Linked DNA regions of Mus musculus: regions 1 and 3 are each linked to region 2. Evidence: chromatin contacts called from public Hi-C data. All regions are on one chromosome and are shown on one strand. Each heading gives the region's core, a stretch centred on a gene start, on an enhancer-like site or on the middle of the called end of the contact. The rest is flanking DNA. Distances are from core to core; before and after follow the strand shown. Region 1 overlaps B3gnt2 (UDP-GlcNAc:betaGal beta-1,3-N-acetylglucosaminyltransferase 2). Region 2 has its middle 18 kb from the start of Gm40816. Region 3 has its middle 23 kb from the start of Gm24917.

Region 1 (3,404 bases), core at 264-2,763, 160 kb after region 2:
GTCTTAGAAAAAGACAGCTCCCTTGGGCTTCAGACACAAACCATATGCACTCAGCACCTCCTCCGGGGTTCTGAGCAGATCCCCAGTCCCAGCAGGCAGCTGCCTTCACACACTCCTAGCCACCTTAGATCATGTTCTCAAACAATGCAATCCAAGGACAGAATAGGAGTTTCTACTTTGTATACCTTTCATAAAGACAGGCAGCAGACATGGGTGCTGCACACCAGGGTTTCTTGGTCTGGGTCAAGTCAGTAAAATGGTTTGGTCGATCTCAGGGAGGCCTTGGAGGAAGGGCATGAAGGTGTATATTAGTTGACAGGTCGAGAAAGAAGTGCAACCCGTGGTTGGAAATGCCTGGGTCCTTCTTGCAGACGCTTGGGATGTGGGGGTCCAGGTGCTTTATAGCTGGAATGCATGTCTTCAATTCCATCATCACAATGGAGGTAGAGGGAGGAGCAGCTCTAGGAATTCCAGGCCAGATTGGTCAACATACTGAGCCCCAGGACAGCCAGGACCCCATAGAGACCCCCTCAAATCAAAAACAGAAACAAAAAAAACCAGATGGCACAGCTCTCAGGAAGACACACATAGGTGGGAAGTGCTTTTAAGACTACAGATGCAGTGATGGCTAACCCACGGACACAGACTGTTAATATAATGATGACTGTAATGGTTTCTGGGAAAGATAGCCCAGGGAGAATGTCATGAAACACAGGGAAACAAGAACAGAAAGAGTATCACTTATTATACGTGATGATTAAAAAATACAATCACTTTATTTCCACTTTTTCCCAGTCCCCTGTAGCACAGGTGAGAACCCTCTAAAGCACAAAAATATTTCAAGAAAGCATGTTACAAGATACTAGTATATGCAATATTTTGGCAGAACTTTATTTTCTCTAGCAGTTCATACCCCCCCATCCAAATTTTAAAATTCAAAAATAAGAGTTAACTTTATCTAACATGTTACAGCTTAACATTTAAAACATCATGCTGGATCTGGGAGGAGATGGGGAGGTGAATACAATCAAAACACATTGTATGAAATTCTCAAAGAATTAAAAATGAGAAAAAATAAAATATCATGCTCTAGTTAAATATTTCACAAACACTGTATACAAATAAAATATTACACAAAATATTTTTTAAGAAAATGTTTTGGTGTTTGATCTGAACAATAAATAAAAGCACAGGCACTTCTACACTGAGACAGGGAAGTGTCACTACCCAGAATTTTATCTAAGGAATACGTGATAATATGGCAAGAATAGAATCTTGGGGTTTTAACTGACTAATCACGTCCAAAGCTCAGAAGTGGCGAATGCTTCCCAGTCTCTGAACACTCACAGACCCATGGCTGTCGGGCTACTCAGTCTCCAGTTGGCCATTAGGGAATCACACTCATGATCTTCAAATACTAAAAATAGGTTAACTACCATGATGCCACCCAGGAAACCAAACACAAGTAAAAAGAAAATCCCCTCTGTCCTCATGGCCATAAGCCCTGACAAGATGAACTACACGCACTGCGTGGCTTTCCTTGCATAAAGGAAGTAACGGTTTCTAGTAACAAGGACAATACTGCTGGGTGACGGGAGATTGACATCAGTCTACTTTCTAGACAACTTTCAAAATCTTATGAAAATACATAGAATTCCATTTCACAAAGCCACCAGGTTGTGTCCTACATATATATATATGTATGTATGTACACACACACATATATACACACATACATACATAATTGTGGAGGAGAAAGAAAACAAATTAGAAACTGAGGACCGGCAGCCAGAGGAAGGGTCATAACCACTCACCCTGCCATGCTGAGCTGTCTTCAGCCTTCCCTCTTCACAAGGCAAGGGAAGGACTGAGGGCTTGGGAGCCCAGGGGCTACCTGCTCATGAAGGCTAATAGCCTCACACAGAACTCACCTATTGTGAGAGCACACCATGGGAACTAGTCAGGCTAGGCCTTTCTGTGAAATGCAGCTCATGTCTATTTCAGCATTTTAAATTAGGACTTTGCAACTGAGACCAGATATCAATCATCTCTTGAGGTTTTCTGCTATGTACTAACATTAGGTCTATATAGGAACAAATATTTTTCTTATTTTTCTCTTCAATATCAAATGTCCTGAAGCCTTTGTGCTTCTCTGGAACAAGGCCCAGTTTCTGAAGGCACATTCCCGTATAAACATCATCAATAGGGTAGAGATGGACCCGGCTAGTCGCACTGTACAGCCTCAAGGCAAGGGGGCCGGAGTACAGGAATCCACCACCCCCGGCATACGGTGGGTAGACGCCGGTGTAGAAGACTTCTGGGATGTAGTACTTCAGTTTCTTATCCCGGTGAGGCCCAGCATTGTGGATCACGTCACCTATGAACAAGTCTTTGGCTTTGCTCTTGGATAAGCTATTCAAGTAATTAAGGATGTGATGGGTGTTCACAAACACGTCATCATCGCCCTTGAAGACAAACTCTGCGTCTGGACAGGAAGTGCTCACCCACCTAAGAAACAGCACTTCCTTCAGGGACAGGTTGAAGAATGTGTCTCTATAGTTCCACATGAGGATGTCCTGGTGCTTGTCACTCTCAAACTTAAGCATGTCCGAAAGGTCAGGGTGGTTGTCCTCTGGGGGTGTCTTGCCCAACAGGAAGACCCTCACTACTGTCTGGTTCCCTACGTTGGTTTCTCGGCCCCAAGACTCCCGAATTGCTTGCCTTCTGGCAAAATGTGGAATGAGGGACTTTATCGCCAATAGTAAGAAGGGCTTCTTTGCACATTTCTTCGGTTGATCTATAAGCAGCGAGTAATTCCGGCATCTCAAATACAAGAGAAAGTCTTTAAATCTGTCCGGCAGATTATTAAAATCTGTCACAGCTGTCATGACCGTCGAGTCTGGTTCACAATAGCTCAGGTGACTTGTGTTTGGAGATGTGGCTAGCTCCCCTGTCTGATTGGCCACCCTGTTCAAGATGGGATTGTACCACCTGTTCAGCTTCTCCTGTTCCCTGTTCCAGTATGCCCGGGGAGTGCTGGGTGGCTTCCAGAACTTCTCTTTCGGGATTATTACTCCTCCCTTTCCATTTTTGTCTTGGCTACTGTTTTTGGAGACTTCCACAATCAAATAAATGAAGACATTTGCCATCATCAGGATGCCCAGCAACTTGACTCTTCGACGCCCCACACTCATCTCTCATACCTGGGAAAAGGCAGGGAAGTACGTTAGTGAACTGTGACTCTGATGCCCACAGACACTTTAGGCTTAGCATGGACACATACCTTTACTTCCAGCACTCAAGAGGCAGAGGCAGATGAACTGCCCAGTTCCAGGCCAGCCAAGGCTACACAGTGAGACCCATTCTGTATTTTTAAAAAAGTCTTCCTAAGAATAAATGTTCTA
Region 2 (3,299 bases), core at 257-2,756:
TAGAATATCAGCTTGGGTTCTGATGGCAGGATTGATGCTTCTCCTGTTTGTCCCAGCAAGACTGAGTCTCCGTTTTTTGGCTTACAAGACCCATGTGTTTGCTGTGCTATGAGGGATCATCAATTAGGTATTTTAGAGAATTTAGAAGAAGAATTAGGATGGAAACAGGGGGAAGCAGAAGGCTGAGGCAATGTGTCCACTGGCGATGAAGGTCAGTTTGATGACTGGCCTCTATCCATGTCAGGGTGGCGATCACCTGCTAGGCATCAGGCCAGGCATTGGCTGAGCAGTCAGAATATCAGAAGTGTCTGGAAACACGAGGTAGGTGAGATGGTAAGATGGTAGGATATTAATAGGAAATATAAGGGCAAAAATGCTTAGGCAATGATGACATAGCCTACCGTGGGGTAGCATGTGAAGGGGATTTCTCAAGACCGCCTGGCTCTCCTGGGTGCAGGAAAGAATACTAGTAGAGAAAGAATGAGGATCAAACACAGGAGATCAAAAAGATCTGTAGTTGAATTGTAGGAGAGACATGGAACTTTGTCTGAAACTAAATACATTCCTATGTGTTGCTTGAGTCTGTTTCATAAAGACATAAAGGGTGAAGAATTTCTAGGACTGCTGTTGATGAGTGGAAAAATAAAATGGAAGGGAAATAATTGAATTAAAGTAATTTTATCAACTGAGAACCCAAGGATGCATATTACTATCAATGATATGATTATAATTAATTTTAAGTTATTTGCTTTCAAAGCTTGTGGAAGAGAATAATTGGGGGCTTCTTAGATCAAACAAAAGACGTGTAATAGCAAATAGAAATTTTTTTATGGAGAACAATAGATGTGCTTAATCTCTTAGATCAAATCCACAGTCTTATTGATTTGACTTCTCTGAATAAATATTTAATTGGGAAAATCACAATGTAATCATGACAAGACAAATGGCTAGTATCAGTTAGCCAAGTTTTTATTAGATTACATGTTCTCTTCTGGACTACACTAGAGCTGATTGATTGGAAGTCACCCACACAAATTAAAATAAGATCCTTGGTGATAAACAGAAACATAAGGAACATGATGCATCAGTGAAGGATTACTGTGACTCCGCAGCATCAAAAGTCAAAACGCTGGTTCTGGTGCTGTGAAATGCCAGCTGATGCGGTGAGCAGACCTCACCGAGAGCTGATACAATGTAAATGTGTGATCCATGAAGACCTTTCCCTGTGGGAGGCTTCACACTGTTGTGGCAGAAAACTCCCTCAAATGCAGGTGCCACTACACGTATTAACAACTTTACCCAGTCACACTCAATCCCTGAAGAAGCCAGATGGCCCCCAGGTCAGCAGAATGCGTCAGAGCCTGTATAACTTGAGTCTAGTCCAGCATTAGCTTTACTGTTACATAAAAGCAGCCAGCACACTCACAACAGGAGGTTGAGCACACGTTTCTTGGTCCCCAACCAAGGGGATGTCTTATGCCACGTCCCTGAGAACACAGCCACATGACCAAGTTCTCTGTTGCTTCCTTCAAGCCAGTTTTTCCCATAGGAAAGGCATCCAGTGCATATAGCTGATATGTGCTTATTTTTAGTTCCTCTTTGTGTTCTCTTCCTCTATCAACAGGAAACACATCTCTTCTATTCTTTCTGTACTTTAATGGGAAAATGGGAAAAAGCCCTAGCACTAAAAATAAATAGAATCCAAGCCTAAATGAGGGCCTAGTGGGTGCAGCCTATAGGCTCTGCCACAGGCCTGAGGATCACATGTCTCCCAGGGACAGAATCACCAGGCAGGTTGTCATAGTAACACAGTATTAGAGGCAGGTGGCAGGCTATCCACAAATGTGGAGCACAGGGGACTCAGCAGGAACTATAAAAACAGTACCTGCTGGCAGCCTGCGATCCTTCTTGGAAAATACTGTCTGTATTCACTATTTTGTGTCAAAAAGGCTAATATTAAATGTACAGAAAATTATTCTTGAAAATCCACAAGAAATCAATTTATTTCAAATGAAACTTTGCGAGTTATGTTTTCCAAGGTTCAGAATCTAAGTCCTAGAATTGTCAGTTACATTTCATCTTTTCTAATACACCTGCCATTGGGAGCTTATGGTCTCTGTGGCCACACCTATTTAGACACACAGAGGGCATATTCTACACATCTGCTGCCACGACCTCTAGATTATGCATGCTCTCTTTATGTTAACTTCTACACGCCAAGGACACATCTCTATAAGAATTTCCTGGGGAGGGGAGGTGCTGTTTCTAGTGGTATACACCTTTAATCTCAGCACTAGGAAGATGGCAGGCAGATCTCTCTTGAGTTCAAGACCAGGCTGCTCTGCATAGCAAGCTCCAGGCCAACAAGAACTATATAGTGAGATCTTGCCTCAAAAAAAAAAAAAAAAAAAAAAAAAAAAAAAAAAAAAAAAAAAAAAGTTAAATGTTACTTGGGCCTGCAAGATAGCCTAACAGATAAAGGCTAACAACCCGAGTTCAACCCCTGACCCTATGTGATGACTTAGGTGCCCACAGTAGCACCTGGTTCAGAGAGCAGAGGGAGACGAGCCTGTGGATAGACCAGAGATAGAGGTCTGATGCATGGGTTGGATAAAAGCAAGAACACTTCCTTCACTGTAATAGAGGGCAAAAAGTAAAGATCATGTTGGCCTTCAACACACATGTATACACACACACACACCATAATAATTTTAATGTTATTTCATGCATTCACTGAAAGCAGATGGCAAGCAGGTAGCAAAATGAACATTCTGCTTTCTTCTCACAGGTCCAGTTGTCTCCTAGTTCCCCATGGAAGCTGATGAGTTTCTACCCTACACTGTTGTCAACTGTGTGTGCTATGTGTAGTCATCTTTTCTTTTTTTTATTTATTTATTTATTTATTTATTTATTATATGTAAGTACACTGTAGCTGTCCTCAGACACTTCAGAAGAGGGAGTCAGATCTTGTTGGTTGGATGGTTGTGAGCCACCATGTGGTTGCTGGGATTTGAACTTCCAACCTTTGGAAGAGCAGTCGGGTGCTCTTACCCACTGAGCCATCTCACCAGCCCAGTCATCTTTTCTTTATTGGAGTGCACATGTGCACACATATGCGCGTGTGTGCATACGTGTATGTGTGTGTGTGTGTGTGTGTGTGTGTGTGTGTGTGAGATCTGTGCACATATATGGAGGCCAGAGGTCAATACTGGGCATCTTCCTCCATTACGTTCTACTTTATTCTGTGAGGCAGAGTCTCTTACAGAGCCTGAAGCTCACCATTTCAGCTAGACTGACTG
Region 3 (3,712 bases), core at 356-2,855, 220 kb after region 2:
GGAAAGGGCAATTTTGCAAGGAAGAAATAGAAACAATGTGAACAGATACTCAACACCACTGATTGGAAAATACAAAGAAACTTTTGCCTCGAATTGGCAAAAATGTGTATTATCAAGCACTGTCAGGAGTAAAGGGGGACCCTGTAAACTTCTTCTGAAAGTATAAACTGGCAGGTTGTGTAACAGTGCTCTCTGTGGTCTCTATCTGCACCTCAGGCTGCAGGGCTCCTGTGCACTTGTTTCTGATTCCTGACTGTGCATGAATGTCACATATGTAGCTTGCAGTCAGCCATGGTGGGAAAACTTCTCACAAAGGCAAGTAGCAAGGGCTCTAGACTCCCCCACTGATTTTGGGAAGACGGATGTTAACATTTATCAGCATCCCAGAAAAAGTTTGTAATCCATGCTCTTTTTTGTCTCTGAGATATTCTCCAGTGTTTCATCTGTTCAAACTTGGTCCACAGCTGGGCAGGCACCACCGGAAGGAGGTAGAATCTTTAAGGGGCCACAGGAAAAAGTGCTCCTAAAGTGAACTGTGCAACCCCAGAGTACTTGCCAGCTTTCTGTCACTGTAACAAAATCTCCAAGGCAATCAACACATAAGGAGAAAAGGCTTAGCTTAGCTTAGTTTATGGTTCCACCAGTTGATGGCTGCTTGGTTCCGTTGCCTTTAGGCCTGTTGTGAGGAGAACAGACATGGAGGGGATTATTTACTTCATAGAAACCGAGGAGCATAAAGAGAGGAAGGGGCCAGGGTCCAATATCCTCTTCCCAGGCATGTTCTAATACCCCAGCTTTCCGTCACGGCCTCCTCACGCAGCTCTTTAGAACATGCACAGTTAATTGCATGGTTAACAATCAGGTGCAAAGTGGTCGTGGCATTTGAGCCACAAGAGCGGCACAGCTGTGGTTCTTGTGGTAACCACTTCTCTCTGAGGGTTTACTCAAGGCTCCAGATACTTGCTGCGTCTTGCCTAACCACAGGTTCCTGTGCTTTTCCCAGAGGGATTAAAGGTTGATTCTCCAAGGATTGGGGTAAGGAGACTTCTCCAGCTCTTGAGGGATCTTAGAACCGAATCCCTTAGCTTTTTGCTCACTTCTTCTCAGCGTATACAGAGAAAGAAGGTGCCATTTGTTAGCGATTGCACTGTCCCTCCTCATTTTGAAATAATATCCATAAGCATTGCTGAAAGGACAGCATCCCTGTATCTCTGAAAGGGAGTGAATGGCCCTAAGGACTCTCTGGCTAGATCCGACAAATTAGCTGGCCATCTTTACCTCCTGATACTGGTGACAGCTTTCTTCCAAATTTTTCTCTTCATCTCAGGTGTGATACAGTGTTCAGAAAATAGCCATATCTATGGTTTAAATTGATCCTAAATAAACCTGTAAGATCATTGGATCATAGGGATCGAAAGGTATTCAGGAACCGCACTCACCACCTTTCCCTCCACAGCTGCTGAGCTAAACCCCAACTGCATGGTCACTCCTTGGTCAGTGTGGGCCATCTGCTCGGGAACGTTAGGAGCGCCATCTGACCCAACAGCCTGAGTCAGCCTGGCTCTAGGGAAGGAAGCGAGTTCCACACACAGCTGGCCAGCCTTTCTGTGCCATCACTGCCGCTGTTGAGAAATACCAACTGAGCAAAGTTCAGTTTTACACACAGTGGCAACCTTCAGTCCTTTTAATTTCACAACTCAATTCCACTTTGAGGAAAGGATCAGGAAGGAGTTTTGTCTTTGGAGACAGGGTCTCCAGGTACCCAGGCTGGCCTTGAACTCACTACATAGCTGAAGAACACTTGAATTTCAGACCCTCTTACCTGTACCTCCCAATTGTAATGCTGTGATTACAGTATGAGCCACCATGACTCATTTAGGTTTGTTTTTTGTTTGGGTTTAGTTTTGGAATATTTACTCCCTCCAGAAATTTGCTTGGGAGTTATAGATATGAATCTCTCACCAGATAGCATTAATTCCATTTTATATGATCAAAGGGGTGGGCCTTGGCAGTTTTCTTTAGGAAATAGATAATTGCGCTTACTGGAAGAACACACCTTCCTTGCCAGTCGGGCTGAAAAGGCCACACAGCTCCGTGAAGGCAGCCATAGAGTTGCCTCTGGTCTCCTCCCCAGGGAGGACTGAAGCCCTGGGGGTTCACTTAGGTGCGTAACTTCATTGTTAGCAGCTGCGTGTTCTCTTAGCCAGTTCTGTTTAGCTTTGTTTGTCTTCCATGGAAACACAACTTTTTCTTCTCTCAGCTCTCCACTTATAACAGCTTGTCACTGAAATCCCAAGCCTCATATGCTGAGCTGTATGTGATGCACGTAGATCTGTAAATATCCATCAAGGAAAAAAGGAGCCACTTTCATGAACATGGTGACCCCACTCACTGTGGGGAATGCACCCCAAACCCAAAAACATCATTTCCACTTTATGTTGGCTTCTTTACCCTCAGATATGTCCTATTTTTAAAATGTTGGCTTAAAGTCTTTCCTGAAATTCTGGGCATAGTTGTGTTACTAGCTCTCTACTAGAGCACCTGACTTAGGATGTGCAAGCTCCTAGATTTGATTCCCAGAGCACAAAACCAGTCAAACCATCAATCAACCATCAATCAGTCTACCCCCCTAGCTTCTAAATTAAGCAGGATGGTGTGTGCTTGTTATTCCTGACCTGGGAGGCAGATGGCTAGCTTAAGACCTGGGTTATATAATGAGACCCTTTCGAAATCAATTACAGCCTCTCCCAGCATCTGAGGTCCTGAGGGCTCTGCAGCTCACACAGCTGCTGTGCACAGTTCATCATGTCTCTGAGTGCTTCATGTCACTGCTTCAGCTACCTGAAAACGGTTCCTACCAGTCTTAGCAGCAGCAGCAAACACATGTACTGACGACAGGAGAGACATTGCTCAAGAATGAAAGTATGTTCACTCATAGAGACCTCAATATACACACGGTGAGCACTGCTGTGTGACCTTGTTCTTGGGGTTTTTTTTTTATTTTTATTTTTAACAAATGAAGACCAGGAGGCACGGAGCTGTTGAGCTGACCAAAGTCATGTAGTAGTAAGTTAACGGCCAGAATTTGACCCGGTTAATCAGTTCTTGATTCTGTATGTAATGTGTCTTTTTAGTTGTTGACATTTTCCTTTTCTGAGACAGGGTCCCACAAATCCCATTCACGCCACATTGTCTGGCTCTGTAATACATGTAATGTAATGTGGTGTAATGTAATGTAGAGGGACTTGTCACTCCTCTTCAGATGAACAAGGTGAGTTTGCCTGAGAAGCCTGCACAGTGCTGTGATAGAGATCCAAATCTACTGGATTCTGTGCTTTCTTTGCCTTACCAAATGGAAACCATGAATTTAGTTAATGCCCAACTCAATTACCTGATCTCCTGATGAGTATGTTTGCAGATCCTCTCAGGAATTTCAGTGTAAAGGGAATTCTGGTGCTCAGTACATGGAGAGAAGGTTTTTAATATCAAGATGTGTAAGAAATGTTCCTTGCCCTTATGAAGCTCACAGCTCTAGGGAAAACATGTGACAAGAAAGAGGTGCTTTGATGTTGGGCAAGTTCAGCAAGCAAAGAGGTGAGGTTGTGTTTCAAAGTGCTTCACACAATCCACATAGGAAAATTCAGTTATTGGGCTGGGGAGAAGGCTCAGCAGGTAGGCATGACTACTGGTCTTCTAGAAACAACACCCCTGT

What was found. Hi-C and Micro-C count contacts between places; a contact is called where the count stands out from the background.
Region 1: a Hi-C map of bone marrow-derived macrophages shows a contact between it and region 2, with 41 read pairs. The contact joins two enhancer-like sites. A contact is called at or near these places in 7 of 39 promoter capture datasets (the C10 cell line, the HPC-7 cell line, cranial neural crest and 4 more), 2 of 15 datasets of contacts at CTCF or cohesin (CD8 T cells and large pre-B cells), 11 of 484 Hi-C or Micro-C datasets (B cells, LSK cells, Th1 cells and 8 more), 12 of 115 datasets of contacts at active chromatin or transcription factors (CD8 T cells, DN3 thymocytes, the HPC-7 cell line and 8 more) and 1 of 9 other capture datasets (bone marrow-derived macrophages).
Region 3: a Hi-C map of bone marrow-derived macrophages shows a contact between it and region 2, with 25 read pairs. The contact joins two enhancer-like sites. A contact is called at or near these places in 2 of 15 datasets of contacts at CTCF or cohesin (CD8 T cells and large pre-B cells), 1 of 484 Hi-C or Micro-C datasets (bone marrow-derived macrophages) and 2 of 115 datasets of contacts at active chromatin or transcription factors (large pre-B cells and regulatory T cells).

What each region holds. Positions count from the first base shown.
Region 1 is chr11:22,833,993-22,837,396 of GRCm38.p6, forward strand. B3gnt2 (UDP-GlcNAc:betaGal beta-1,3-N-acetylglucosaminyltransferase 2) reads right to left here. Exons shown (of 2, transcript NM_016888.5): 2 at 747-3,203. The coding sequence starts at 3,194. The coding sequence ends at 2,001. Among named protein-coding and RNA genes, the nearest start is that of B3gnt2, 24 kb to the right of the region's middle. Within about 2 kb of position 1,514, at least 8 of the 459 cell types and tissues checked have an H3K27ac peak or open chromatin away from gene starts, as enhancers often do. A contact at or near this core is called in bone marrow-derived macrophages, where this site is marked.
Region 2 is chr11:22,670,510-22,673,808 of GRCm38.p6, forward strand. No RefSeq gene overlaps it. Among named protein-coding and RNA genes, the nearest start is that of Gm40816, 18 kb to the left of the region's middle. Within about 2 kb of position 1,507, at least 58 of the 459 cell types and tissues checked have an H3K27ac peak or open chromatin away from gene starts, as enhancers often do. A contact at or near this core is called in bone marrow-derived macrophages, where this site is marked.
Region 3 is chr11:22,890,521-22,894,232 of GRCm38.p6, forward strand. No RefSeq gene overlaps it. Among named protein-coding and RNA genes, the nearest start is that of Gm24917, 23 kb to the left of the region's middle. Within about 2 kb of position 1,606, at least 55 of the 459 cell types and tissues checked have an H3K27ac peak or open chromatin away from gene starts, as enhancers often do. A contact at or near this core is called in bone marrow-derived macrophages, where this site is marked.